Linked DNA regions of Drosophila melanogaster: region 2 is linked to region 1. Evidence: chromatin contacts called from public HiChIP or PLAC-seq data. All regions are on one chromosome and are shown on one strand. Each heading gives the region's core, a stretch centred on a gene start, on an enhancer-like site or on the middle of the called end of the contact. The rest is flanking DNA. Distances are from core to core; before and after follow the strand shown. Region 1 holds the start of lt (light). Region 2 holds the start of Spf45 (Spf45,).

Evidence for each region. HiChIP or PLAC-seq counts read pairs in DNA pulled down with a chosen protein or histone mark.
Region 2: a contact with region 1 is called in a POLR2A S2P HiChIP or PLAC-seq map of the Kc167 cell line, with 2.1 times the contacts expected there. The contact joins the promoter of Spf45 here to the promoter of lt in region 1. A contact is called at or near these places in 2 of 107 Hi-C or Micro-C datasets (both in the S2 cell line) and 1 of 6 datasets of contacts at active chromatin or transcription factors (the Kc167 cell line).

Annotation. Positions count from the first base shown.
Region 1 is chr2L:22,922,625-22,928,492 of dm6, reverse strand. It overlaps lt (light), which reads right to left and starts at 3,698. Exons shown (of 12, transcript NM_001042950.3): 1 at 3,568-3,698; 2 at 3,386-3,511; 3 at 3,163-3,333; 4 at 2,995-3,112; 5 at 2,574-2,927; 6 at 728-1,055. The coding sequence starts at 3,597.
Region 2 is chr2L:23,065,493-23,071,360 of dm6, reverse strand. Spf45 (Spf45,) reads left to right here and starts at 2,975. Exons shown (of 3, transcript NM_001042961.3): 1 at 2,975-3,161; 2 at 3,217-4,216; 3 at 4,278-4,487. The coding sequence starts at 3,045. The coding sequence ends at 4,372. lncRNA:CR43242 (long non-coding RNA:CR43242) reads right to left here and starts at 2,356. Exons shown (of 2, transcript NR_048041.1): 1 at 2,100-2,356; 2 at 637-1,469.

The DNA.
Region 1 (5,868 bases), core at 2,449-4,948:
TACGTGTTACACTTTTCAACTTTTCATACTTCTACGAGTAACGTCGTGTATCGTGTAAATAAAGAGAGAATGCTATAGTCGAGATCCAGACTAACAGATACTGGTTGTGGAAGTGAAAACGCGAAATTTCATAATTTTTCTGAGATATCGATAGTTCTGGGAGAGTGAAAATAAAGGTAAAGTAAGGTAAAAAAATAAAAAAAAAGGGCGGATTGTGGGCGTTAGAGTGGGCGTGGCCAAACGTTTTTTATCAAGTCGAAAAAAATGTACAAGAATAACAAAAATATGAAAATATTTTTAAAAAGTGTTGGCGTGACATAAAGTTTTTTGGCTATCTAACAGTACAAAATCCGTAAGGAATGCCTTCGAGGTAGCCAAGCAAAAAGGTAAAAACAGGTAAATTACCATAAATCAACATACGGAAAATCAAGGTAGGCAGGATCATTTAAAGACTTCAAATTATGTTCTCATTATTCAAGGTATGAGCATATTTCCACGGAGTACGGTGATGAATGAATATGTGCATAAATAGAAATGATTACTACTGAGGATACTGCGCAGTTTGAGTGCTGTTTTTGTGATGGTTTACCTAGCAATAAGTCCGTAGAACAAATTGAGCAGTAATTAAGCCAAAATATGAATACCTAACAGTAATTCTCCGATGAAAAAGTAGTAGTGTAGATTATTAGTGTATTAATGTCATGAAAATATAGGACTATTGGCTTACCTGTGTTTAATCAACCATTCTATACGATCATCTGTTTCAATAAGACTAGCTACCACAATATCCTTTGGGGCCACAATATAAAAGCGATTCTCCTCGATTATGCCACCCAGACTATAGTCATTCACGGTGTACTCCTCAAAGCCGCGTAAAGTTAAACTGTCTGTGCAGATTTCCTCGCTATTATTCATTTTGTATTCAATAACGCATAATACAGGTCGTAGGGCTTTAAAACAAGAGCTTTTTTCCTTGCGAAAGCCAAGAACAACCAATTGCTTTGCAGATAATGGTGCAAGCCCACATACGTAGAAAGTTGTTTGAAATGTCGAGACTGCAATGGTAAAGTGAAATTATAAATGTGAGGATTTTCAATTTCACTGCGTGAGCCCAAAATATTTCATTATAACCGTTACTCGTAGAATGAAAGAATATACTAGATTCGTTGAAAAGTATTTAACACATAGAGAGAAGTTTGTCCAACCATCTGAAGGATATATATACATTTTTTTTGATCAGTCGATCTGGCCTGTCCGTCCGTATGAACGTCGAGATCTCAGGAACTACATACGCCAGAAAGTTGAGATTAAGCATACAGGTTCTAAAGGCATAGACGCAGGTCAAGTTTGTTGTGTGTTCAAATGTTGCCACAACCCCTTTTGATATTTTGTATCTTGCAAATTTAAAAAAAAAAATTTTGTCACGCCTACTCTAACGCCCATAAACCGAACCTGAACTGTTTCAATTATTCTTTGTTTTATTATTTCTCTTGCCATCGGTATACCAAAAACACTTTGGCCACGCCCCTCCTTACACCTGCAAAACGGTCAACAGAACACTTAGTAACGGCAAATACATTAGAATAACAAGATGCGTAACGGCCACTCATTGATTTTGTCCTATGCCGGCAATTTTTTGGGGACTTTAGAAAAAATAACTGAGAGCCTAATAAATCTAAATATAAATATAATATTTGCTTGCTTTTGTGAGTAAAAACAATAAACGAAAACGTGTATATGTGTGCCTACTTGGGCTAGAAGACGATTTTCAAACTGAAATCAATTTTGATATAAGAATCGAATTTACATATTTGAAGTTTTGGTCAATTTCGTTGCAAAATTTCAACAGGTTACTGTGAGCAATACCTTTTACAGCATTAACATTAAGTTAATCAATATTTCAACTTATAAATAAAATTAAGTTCCGATCCGGAATTGTTATTATTACTTTTGTAATTTAAAACAATAATTTTCAAAAAAAGGAAATACATATTTAAAAATATATTTTATAAAAATAATACAAACATACATAGTTAAAAGTTAATATTTATAAAATAAATACAAATATGCTACCTGTTTAATGCAAAGTTGAATTCTTGAGGCACGACGTGCGGTTATAAGCACCTAATAACCAATGTCTACTCTAATTTTTAACACGTCGCAAGCTGAATACTTGAATGATAAATATTCTAATATAGTCATACTTGAAATTTATTTTGTTATTTATTATTTCTAAGTGTTATTCAAATAATAATATCATTGCCTTAAGCAATGCAAAACATGAATATTTTATATGGTACCAATTAATCATATATAATATAGATTTAAAGTCTAAGAACTTGTAAAGTGAAGGGCACATTTTGTCAAATTTACAATGAATAAGCATACGTGTGCATACAAGCTGTCTCTGTATACGTAGAAAAGAGCTGATGGCAGTAGAGCTCTCCACTCTCACGCTCTTGAACAAAAACTAGTAATAATAAAACTCAATAATAATAGCGTTACGCATCTTGTTATTCTAATGTCTTTGGTTACGGTAAATCACTGTTGATTTTTTAATAAACTTTACATACTTGGATCCACAATGTAGACAGGCAGATTGCCAGTTGAAGCTTCGATTGAATTTCTCTTTCGAATTACGCAAACTCGAATAGTGTCTACCCAGCCAATTAATAATGTATGCTTGTTGGACCAACGAAGGTGGCATCGAAAATTTTCTAATCGCTCCTGAGGAGGAACCTCCCACTTTATTAATCCAAGTGAGCATCTTTCGTTTAAATCGTAGACTCGAACTCCTATGTGACTTGCCCAGGCAATAAAGTTGCCATGCCAGCAGATTGACAAAACACTGCCTTCGACTGAGCACAGTTCAACTGGTTTAAGCTTCTTTAGCAAGTTTCGCTCGTACAAGATAAGTTTGTCGTCGCCTGCAAAAGAATAATAAAAAGAATAATTGCTCTCGATAAATTAACAGAAAATATTCATATTACTCACCCACTACAAATCTTTTAATGTGAGCTTTGGAATCGGGCTCCAGTGATACGACCTTTATAAATTTGCCAAAGCTGAGACTGTGATTGTTATCAGAGCTAAACAATCCCGTTATGTTAACCTAGGCAAAGAGAATTAAGTTTTATATTGCTATCAAGCTCAGATACTCACTTTTCCGTCGTCGGAGCATGTGGCCACATACTCGCCCTTATGATCTACATCTATATTGTTTACTGCCACTTGGTGAGTGTGACGTTCGCTAGCGCTAAGATTTGAGTAGACTGAGTTTCCTTGATGGTCAAATATACAAACACGTCCTCGGAAAGTTCCAAATATAAGAAACTAAATATGTACGTTTTTTAAAATACTTATATAATATGTGGTTGGCTCACACCTTTAAGTGTACAGCGCTACAAGTGATGACATCAGCGTTGAGCATGTATTTTAAATCATTTGCGAGACGGTGATACTTAAATTTGGGCTCCACATCTTCCTCATTTATGCTATCGGCCCAAGAGTCCTGGAATGAACAAAAGTTTAATAACATGCGTTTAGCAAAGCATCCACAAATCATACACAACTGATGAGCGGCAACGCTTTAGCCATTTAAAGCAAACGGAAATTTCTGATTTTCAAACAACGAAAATACACAAGCTGATGTATTATTTTATTATTTACATTTACTAATAGCGCCATAGACAATAATAATTACTATAAAACGGTCTTATTATTCGATGTTATAGCTGTGTCCCACTAATATATATACAGTTTGTCAAGAAACTGTTTACAAGCTGAGAAATAAGTTGAATTTTTGACTTTAAAGGTAAAAAATTAAGGGTTCTGTGCTTAAATAAACGAAATTTTTTTATTCAATATAATAACAAACCTCCCAAAACTGCCACGCCCAAACCTATTGAAAATTTTATGACATTTTTTCATATATTTTTAGTATTGTAAATTTCTATCGATTTGTCGAAAATCTTGTGTCACTTCCACACTTTTGAACAATTTCTAATTTTGTTTTAAGTTTTCGTATTTTTTCCAACTTTCTACCGATATTAAAAAAAATATTGAAAAATTTAAATAAAGGTATGTTATATATTAATGTTTATAATAAAGTAAGTAATTTGGTCTACTTTCAGCTTTCATCAAAAGTTTTAGATAGGCAGCAATGCCGTTATCGACAATTTGCTTACACTTAAATACTTAAATAAATTCTTTATAGTGTATTTTGTGGGTACACATTTTTTATAAGCATACTTGTCAACAGATATCGAGCTGAAGGCTTGCAAAGACATCAATTGATTCAGAAATTCTAAGTCCTCTTCATGTTTAGCTAATAAGCACGGACGAAGATTTATTAACGGTTCCTCACTAATATGGTTCCAGAGGCTAGGAGCAAAACATCCTTACCAAGATCCTGTGCAAGAAGAGCAGCACACGTTCCAGGCAATGCAGGTGGTTCTTCGGCATAATGCGAGTAAGAGGCAAGCTTCAGTCTGTGATCTTTTATGTTTTGAAGGCGAGACTGAGTTTTCCTGATGAAGCAGGGTGTGGTGCTTAGATCCGCACACACGGCAATTGCTGGAGTTGCACTGCCTTACTTGATGCCCAGTCTTAAACAAAGAGCATGTCTATTTGCTTCTTCCAATCGACATGATGGGTTCAGGTTCTTAAAGCTTTGGCAGTAATAAATTGTTGAGAACGATAAAACTCTGGGTCCGCGAGCCTAAGGTTTTGGGGTATGTTCCAGTTGCTAATGTCAATATTCAAGGACGGCTGACTTTTAATTATATCGGATGCAATACCAGCAGTGATGTTGGTCGAGTATTATAGACGTTTAAGATCGTATTGGAATGTTTACTGACAAACCATCTGTCTGAAAAATCGCCTATTACGGTAAAACAAGCTGCCGATTTTGACTTCCTGAGTTGAAGCTTATTTGCGAATTGAGTTGTTTTAATGTGCAGTTGAGCAGAGCACGTCAAGGAGCTAAGAGGCTAAGGAGCTGCAGAGGATTCAGTGCAGAGGATGCGAGTGAGAAGTAAGCGTTTCTCAGGTGATCTTTTATGACGGGAAGGCGAGGCCAAGTTTTCTAGGTGAAGCAGGCTGTGGTGCATAGATGCGCGCGGCAAATGCCGGAGTTGCACTCCCTCAGTTGATGCCCAGACTTGAGGCAATTCAAATAAAGAGCCAGTTCCTTCGCTTCTTAAACCCGACTTTCTGGGTTCAGGTTCGTAAACCTCTGGCAGTAATAAATTGAACTGGGCACCAGAAGCACTGCAGAAGACACATTTCGCAGGGCTGAGGCTTGAGTCAAGAAGGGTAAACTTACGCAAACCAGATATTCTGTTACATTCCAAATGATTGTCTAGTGCTTAACTTGCCATGGCGAACACCATGTTCTCCAGCGTCCTGCATCGCTGCACCACAAACGATGTCATGGATTCCCACGTCGTAATTGCATTTTTGAACAATGGGTCTTCCAAATGCTCCACCCATTTCGCATGAATCTCCGCACCCAGCTTTTGGATAAGTACATGGGCGCACTTCCAGCAATTTGTTCCGTTGACCCCATTCCATTTAGCGCACGGATATGAGCGCTAAAATTATCCGACAGTTCATAAATCATCGAAAGAGAATCAACCATAATCTCAGTAATGTGTGCCTGGAATACTAAACGACGATTAGCAAATCTGTTTTGTAACAAATCCAATGCTATAGCATAGTTGCAATCCGATATGCGGTAATGTATCCAGAATTTTTAGCAGCCATGGCAACAGCAACAACAACGAAACGGCGGAAACAGCGACACGAAATTCAGTTCAAGCGGGAAGATGAGCGCAAAGAAGAATTAGCGGCAGCTTCCGTTATTTG
Region 2 (5,868 bases), core at 1,726-4,225, 140 kb before region 1:
CCTTGTTAATATGAGGTTTATTGATCTCAAAAAAGGTAAATAACTAGTTTGTCAAGAAAATTCTTATTGTCTGCAAGTCCAGTATTTTTCTGCCCTATCGATCGACCGCCATTATTGCGGCGCCCCTTCCCTATTTTATGCACTGTTTTGATGCCAACAGCCGATTTGCTTTGTTTACATCGATAGCAGCTTTATGGTGGCATCCTTGCTCCTGATGCTGGGAACCATCGCTTTGCATCCCTGCCTTTTCCACGCTGTCAGTCGGCTTCAGTCCTCTTGAGTTCTTGCTCCTATTATCCAGGTGCATACCCTACTTGGGGCCGGCGCTGATTTTCCAGGCTCGAACTCTTTTTCCTGCGCGAGTGTACCTGCTCGAACTCCTTCTTCTGTTCGCGAGTTGAAGATTACGATCCCCGTTTCGTCTTTCCCCTTCCCCTATTAGAATTCGTCTCCGACATGAATTGGTCTCCTCCATGCTGGCTGCTTGATCAAAACAATGACGGTTGGGCGCCAAAAGTAACAAGCTGTTTAGTTCTACTCGCTACGAATTGCAGCGGCGAGCTCAGAGAGTTTTTGTGTTCGTCCCATCAAATTTTTGATTTGTGTGAGTACCTGACCAAGGAGAAGACAGAGTTTCAGATTAAGGGCGCTTTATTGTAGTATTTCACGGCTGACTGCTGATCGCCGTCTGCTGCGCGGCGTTGCTCCTGCGACGCCTTGCCTTCATCTTCCTGTGTGTCCCTGACAACGGAACACGTGCAGGATCGAAAGGGATTAGGATGTCATGGGCCAGGGTATATCGTCAACTGGTTAAGGCAACACTCGGCCAGGGACTACCCTTACCGACCACTGACTCCACTGTCCCTTCTGACCAGGTTCTTGTGTTATCGTGCTCCGCGGATCTCTGCATTGCACCGTTCTTCACCTGGAGTGATTGTCCTTGTATGTCCGCTCACTGGCTAATTCCCTTCTACGTCCTGCGCGTTCTCACAGACCGTTACCTTGTCGACGGGTGCGCGTTTTTCACTGACGGGTTGACTGTTCGCGGCGTTACTCTTACTTTCTCACTGTTCGTTCCCACTCGCGAATCTCTTGTCGCCTTGTTGGTATAGGTGGTCGCGGGGATCGCGTTATTTTTTTGTGCACGGTCCGCTCAGGTACAAGGCCACGTTAGTTCAAGGTGCGTCCTCTTTGTGCTCGTCCAAAGTCCGCATTGTTACCGTTCGACCTTGGGCCTTGGCCGTCCAGAGCTCGAGTCAAAGGTCCAGCGCAATACCGTTAGTTCACGGTCTCTCCACTTTGTCGGGGTCCAAGGTCCATTATTTTCCGTTCGACCTGGCCGCCTGACAACTCTCACATTCCAGCCGTCTTCGCTGTTGCTAAGCAGCTTTCCTAAGTTGTATTTTTTGAGAGTTTTAAGACTCCTCACAGTATTCAGCTCGCGACGTATGAAATCCGCATGTCGTGCCCTAAAATTTAGCAACAAGTTGTATATTTATATTTATTATATAAATATTCATTTTTAACTATGTATGTATGTTTGTATAGTTTTTATGAAATACATTTTTTAAAATGTATATATATTTTTTAAATTTATTTTTTAAATTACAAAAGTTTTATCCACAATTTTAGATAAAATTCATTTGATTTATTAGTTGAAATAATAAACATAATTTTAATTCTGTTATGTTGCTCACAGTCTCATGTTGAAGTATGTCTCCAGTACCATTTTACAAATATTAATTATAAACAATAAAATATATTTATGTGAACGGTTGATAATAATTTAAATAACATTAAGAATAAAAACAATAATGGTCAAGGCATTAATTTTTAAATCATTTTTAAATATGTAACTTCGCTTCTTAGATCAATATTAATTTCGGTTCGAAAATCGTCTTCTACGCTCTCAATTTCACGCGAGGCGGAGTAAGAGCAATTTTGGCCGTCACAAACCTCTTGATATTCGAATGTCTTTGCTTAGACATCGGTAGTCCCCGTGCCGCATGTAATTGGCAATTCTGTATGATCTTGATCAACACTAATCTACAAATCTCTTTAAATGACACAATGAAAATGCTAAGATATGCAAAACTTACGAAAAGCACATTCCCCGCAGGAATCTTCCTTTACTTTCTCAGTCGATTTATTATGTCTTGGCAATCGAGTAACTACAGTTCAATCCACTATACATTAACTGTTGCACAATTTATCGCTACAAAAACCATTACAAAATCAAATGGTTCGGCTAAACAGACGACGCTCTTACTGGCTCTCTCAAGCATTATTTATCATAAAATTTTGAATTGTGAAAAATTGATGCTTGTTTTGCTTTTATTAGTTTTAAGAAGTTTAACTTGTGTTAACTATGGGAAATCTTTATACAAAGTTATTCGATTTAAGCCCCGCCCACACTCTCATGAATAGAAGTAGTAACATTTTCCTTGTTTCGTAGCGTTTAAAGGGGTTTGTTTCCTATATATTCGATGATAGTAGTATCTTATCGTGCATAGGTAATTAAATACCTTCTTTCAAGGTATTTATTTTGAAAGCAACGAAAACATTATGAAGTACGACTTGTTTTTAACAACTGTAAGCTCTTCTTAATTTTTTTCTTCAATATCGATAATATTTAGCGTGTAAGTCGTAAGCTCTACTAACTATGACTATGCCATAGATGCAAGGCAATCGTTGTGCAATAGTTTTTATTTTAGTAAAACAGTGAAATTAAAAACAGTTCGATGACCCATGTAGTTGACTTAAGTTTCAACATAAAATAGACGCATGCGTTTTTTTGTGTTAGAAAAATTTTAAAATAAATTTAAATAAATAAATAGATTTGTAAACTTTTTTCTATTGTAGCTTATCTGTTCTTGCCCGATAGGGCATCCTTTCTTGCAGTGATATGGCTCTGTGTGAATCGGACATTAAGTCGAACAGTTGATAGTCATTAAATCTATCGGGCCTTGAAAATAAATAAAAACATTGTTGAAGCTCGTTGTCATCAATATCTTAAGGTGGTGCTAGTATTGATATATTTGTTAATGGATTTGTATGACGGCATTGATACGAGGGCTCGATCTAGCCAGATTGATGGATGGTCTTCGGGAATAAAAATGTTACAGACCCAGCTGGCAGTAAAAATGGCTGTCAAAAAACCAGTGAGTATACAATCTGCCGATATAGATCATACAATTATTAATACACCCTATGTAGCTTATGACGCCAGTGGTTAATCTAAGGTCCAAACGCCTTGCAGATCCAGAAGTTACATGTTTTGCTCCAATTACTACAGTTGTATCCAAACCATTAATAAGTGGTAAAGCCCTTCCATCCATACTGGAAAGGATAAACAGGGGGGACTGGGACGTTGCCGATGAATACGATCCTCAAAGGCCAAATGAATATGAAAAACTTAAAGAGAAAAGTAATGGCAGTGACAAAAATCGAGCAGGCGTAAGTGATCGAGAAGACCGAGATGACAAAGAAAAAGATCGTAAACGTGGACGCGTCGGTCGTCGAGAATTTTATAGAGACGAAGTCTCAGCCCCTAACCTGAAGCTCAGCGGGTTTGGCCACCGGCAAAACGATGATGACATGTACTTGCCATCTCCGGGCCTTGTAGCTAAACAGGGAGGTGCCACAATCGCTCCCCCTCCTTCCCTCCAAGAAATGTCCATTGATAGTGGTTGTGAAGCCACTAATACTATGCCATATTCTGCCAGCTCGGTGGCCGCCAAAATTATGGCAAAATATGGGTTTAAGGATGGTCAAGGTCTCGGAAAATCGGAGCAGGGCATGGCCATAGCTCTTCAAGTAGAGAAAACCTCCAAACGTGGTGGACGGATCATACACGAAAAAGACGTTTTTCTGCCACCCCTAGCATTGTCGCCACCTTCTATTGGCTCCCAAATAGGAACAAGTCCCAGCCACAAGGCCATGCCTCCTCCCCAGATGGTAGACACGGCGGCTGAGAGTGGTGACATCGGATACAGCATTACGGAGATTATGAAATCACCAAGCAAGGTTGTTCTTCTACGCAACATGGTAGGACCCGGGGACGTTGACGAAGAATTGGAACCCGAGGTAAAAGACGAATGCAACACCAAGTACGGGGAAGTGAACAGTGTAATCATTCACGAATCGTTCGGAACTGTGCCAGAAGATGCAGTTAAAATATTCGTAGAGTTTAGGCGGATCGAAAGTGCAATTAAAGGTTTTTATACATATGTGAATACTTTGTTTGGTAAATAGTTAGCTTTTATTTTTCTTTGCAGCTGTAGTGGACCTTAATGGACGTTTTTTTGGAGGACGTCAAGTGCGAGCGGGGTTTTACAACTATGATAAGTTTAAATGTTTCCAATTACATTAGAACTAATACAACTAAGATTGCATTTATTTTTTTCTAAGTTATTGATAGCCTAAAAAATGTTTACCGCACAGAACTAGTCTTGTAAATTTCTATTAAAAACTACTTTCTATCAAACAAAAACATTTTGACCATATTTATGTATATTTTTATTGTTGGGGTCGCTTACACAGTTTAGGTAACAAAGTGGAATACCCCTGGCTTTAGACCTTATGCTATGTTGGTTGGACCAAAGACACTAGAATAACAAGATGCGTAACGCCATACGATTTTTTTGAAAACGATTTTTTCGGAGCTGTTTTTTTACAGCAAACAGCTCATACAGTGACAGCCGGCAACTGTATGTGTGCACACGTATGCTCATGCATTGTTAATTTGACAAAAAATGCCCTTCACTTTACAAGTTTCTAGACTTTAAATATTTATTATTTTTTATCAATTGTCTCCATTTACAAAATTCCTGTTTTGCATAGCCTTAACGTTGTTATTATTTAGCTTAGAAATAGTAATAGCCGAATCAATGCACAGTGCCGCTCAACTGAATAGGTTGACTATTTTTAAATCCGAAACAAATTTGTATGTATGAATAGCTCAGTTATTAATAGCTGTTAAATAGCAAAGTTTCTGATCTCTTAAATTTGTTTTTATATCATTTTTTTTTTCAAAAACAACAAAAAATCTTCAATTTTTTGGCTTAACTGAATAGGTTTTACGCTTTTGACTTTACTTTTTGTTTGACCGCGTGATTGTAAAAAGTTAAATTCTTTTGTATTCTAAAATATAAATTATCTTTTTTAATCTTTTTCTCAAATGGTCCGCGGAAAACCTTTATCCGATTTTGAAAAAGGTCAAATCAAAGGCTATATTGAATCTGGTTTAAAACACTGTGTAATAGCCAAGAAAATCGGTCGAAGTCAAAACGTTGTGAGTAATTTTCTTCGTAATGAAGCCGACTATGGAATTGGATTATTTTAATTGTGTTTATTAGTGAAAAGTAAGTGGGTATGTGGGATACGATTAATAATTGGTTATAAGCAATAATGTCATCAGGTACCAGATGGCTGTGAAATTGAAAGTAGATTATTTTTCTTTTGTTTTGTAGTAGTGCGTAACTCTATTTCTATTAGTGATTTTGTAATGGTCAGGGTCAGTCTGTTCTAGATTTTAGGCTAGTTTAAATGGATTTTCTAATTTGCCTTTCTGTAGTGGGCTTTTTGTGTTGGGCAGTATCTCGTGTCGACTTCGTATACCATTCTGTCACTGTTGAGAAATATGTGTACAGGGTATCCAGTGGTCCAGTGGTATCGTGTTTGGTCTTGTGATTGTATATCTTAAGTATTGTTTTTATTTTGCTTAAAGTCTTAATCGCCCATACAGTTGCCAAGTTATTTCTCAATTGCGCTGTAATTGACCTCGTGTTCATTGTGAGAGTACTCTTGTGGAGAGTCTGTGGTTAAAATAAATTTCTTTGTAAAGTATTTTAATTTTTTAAATGCTGA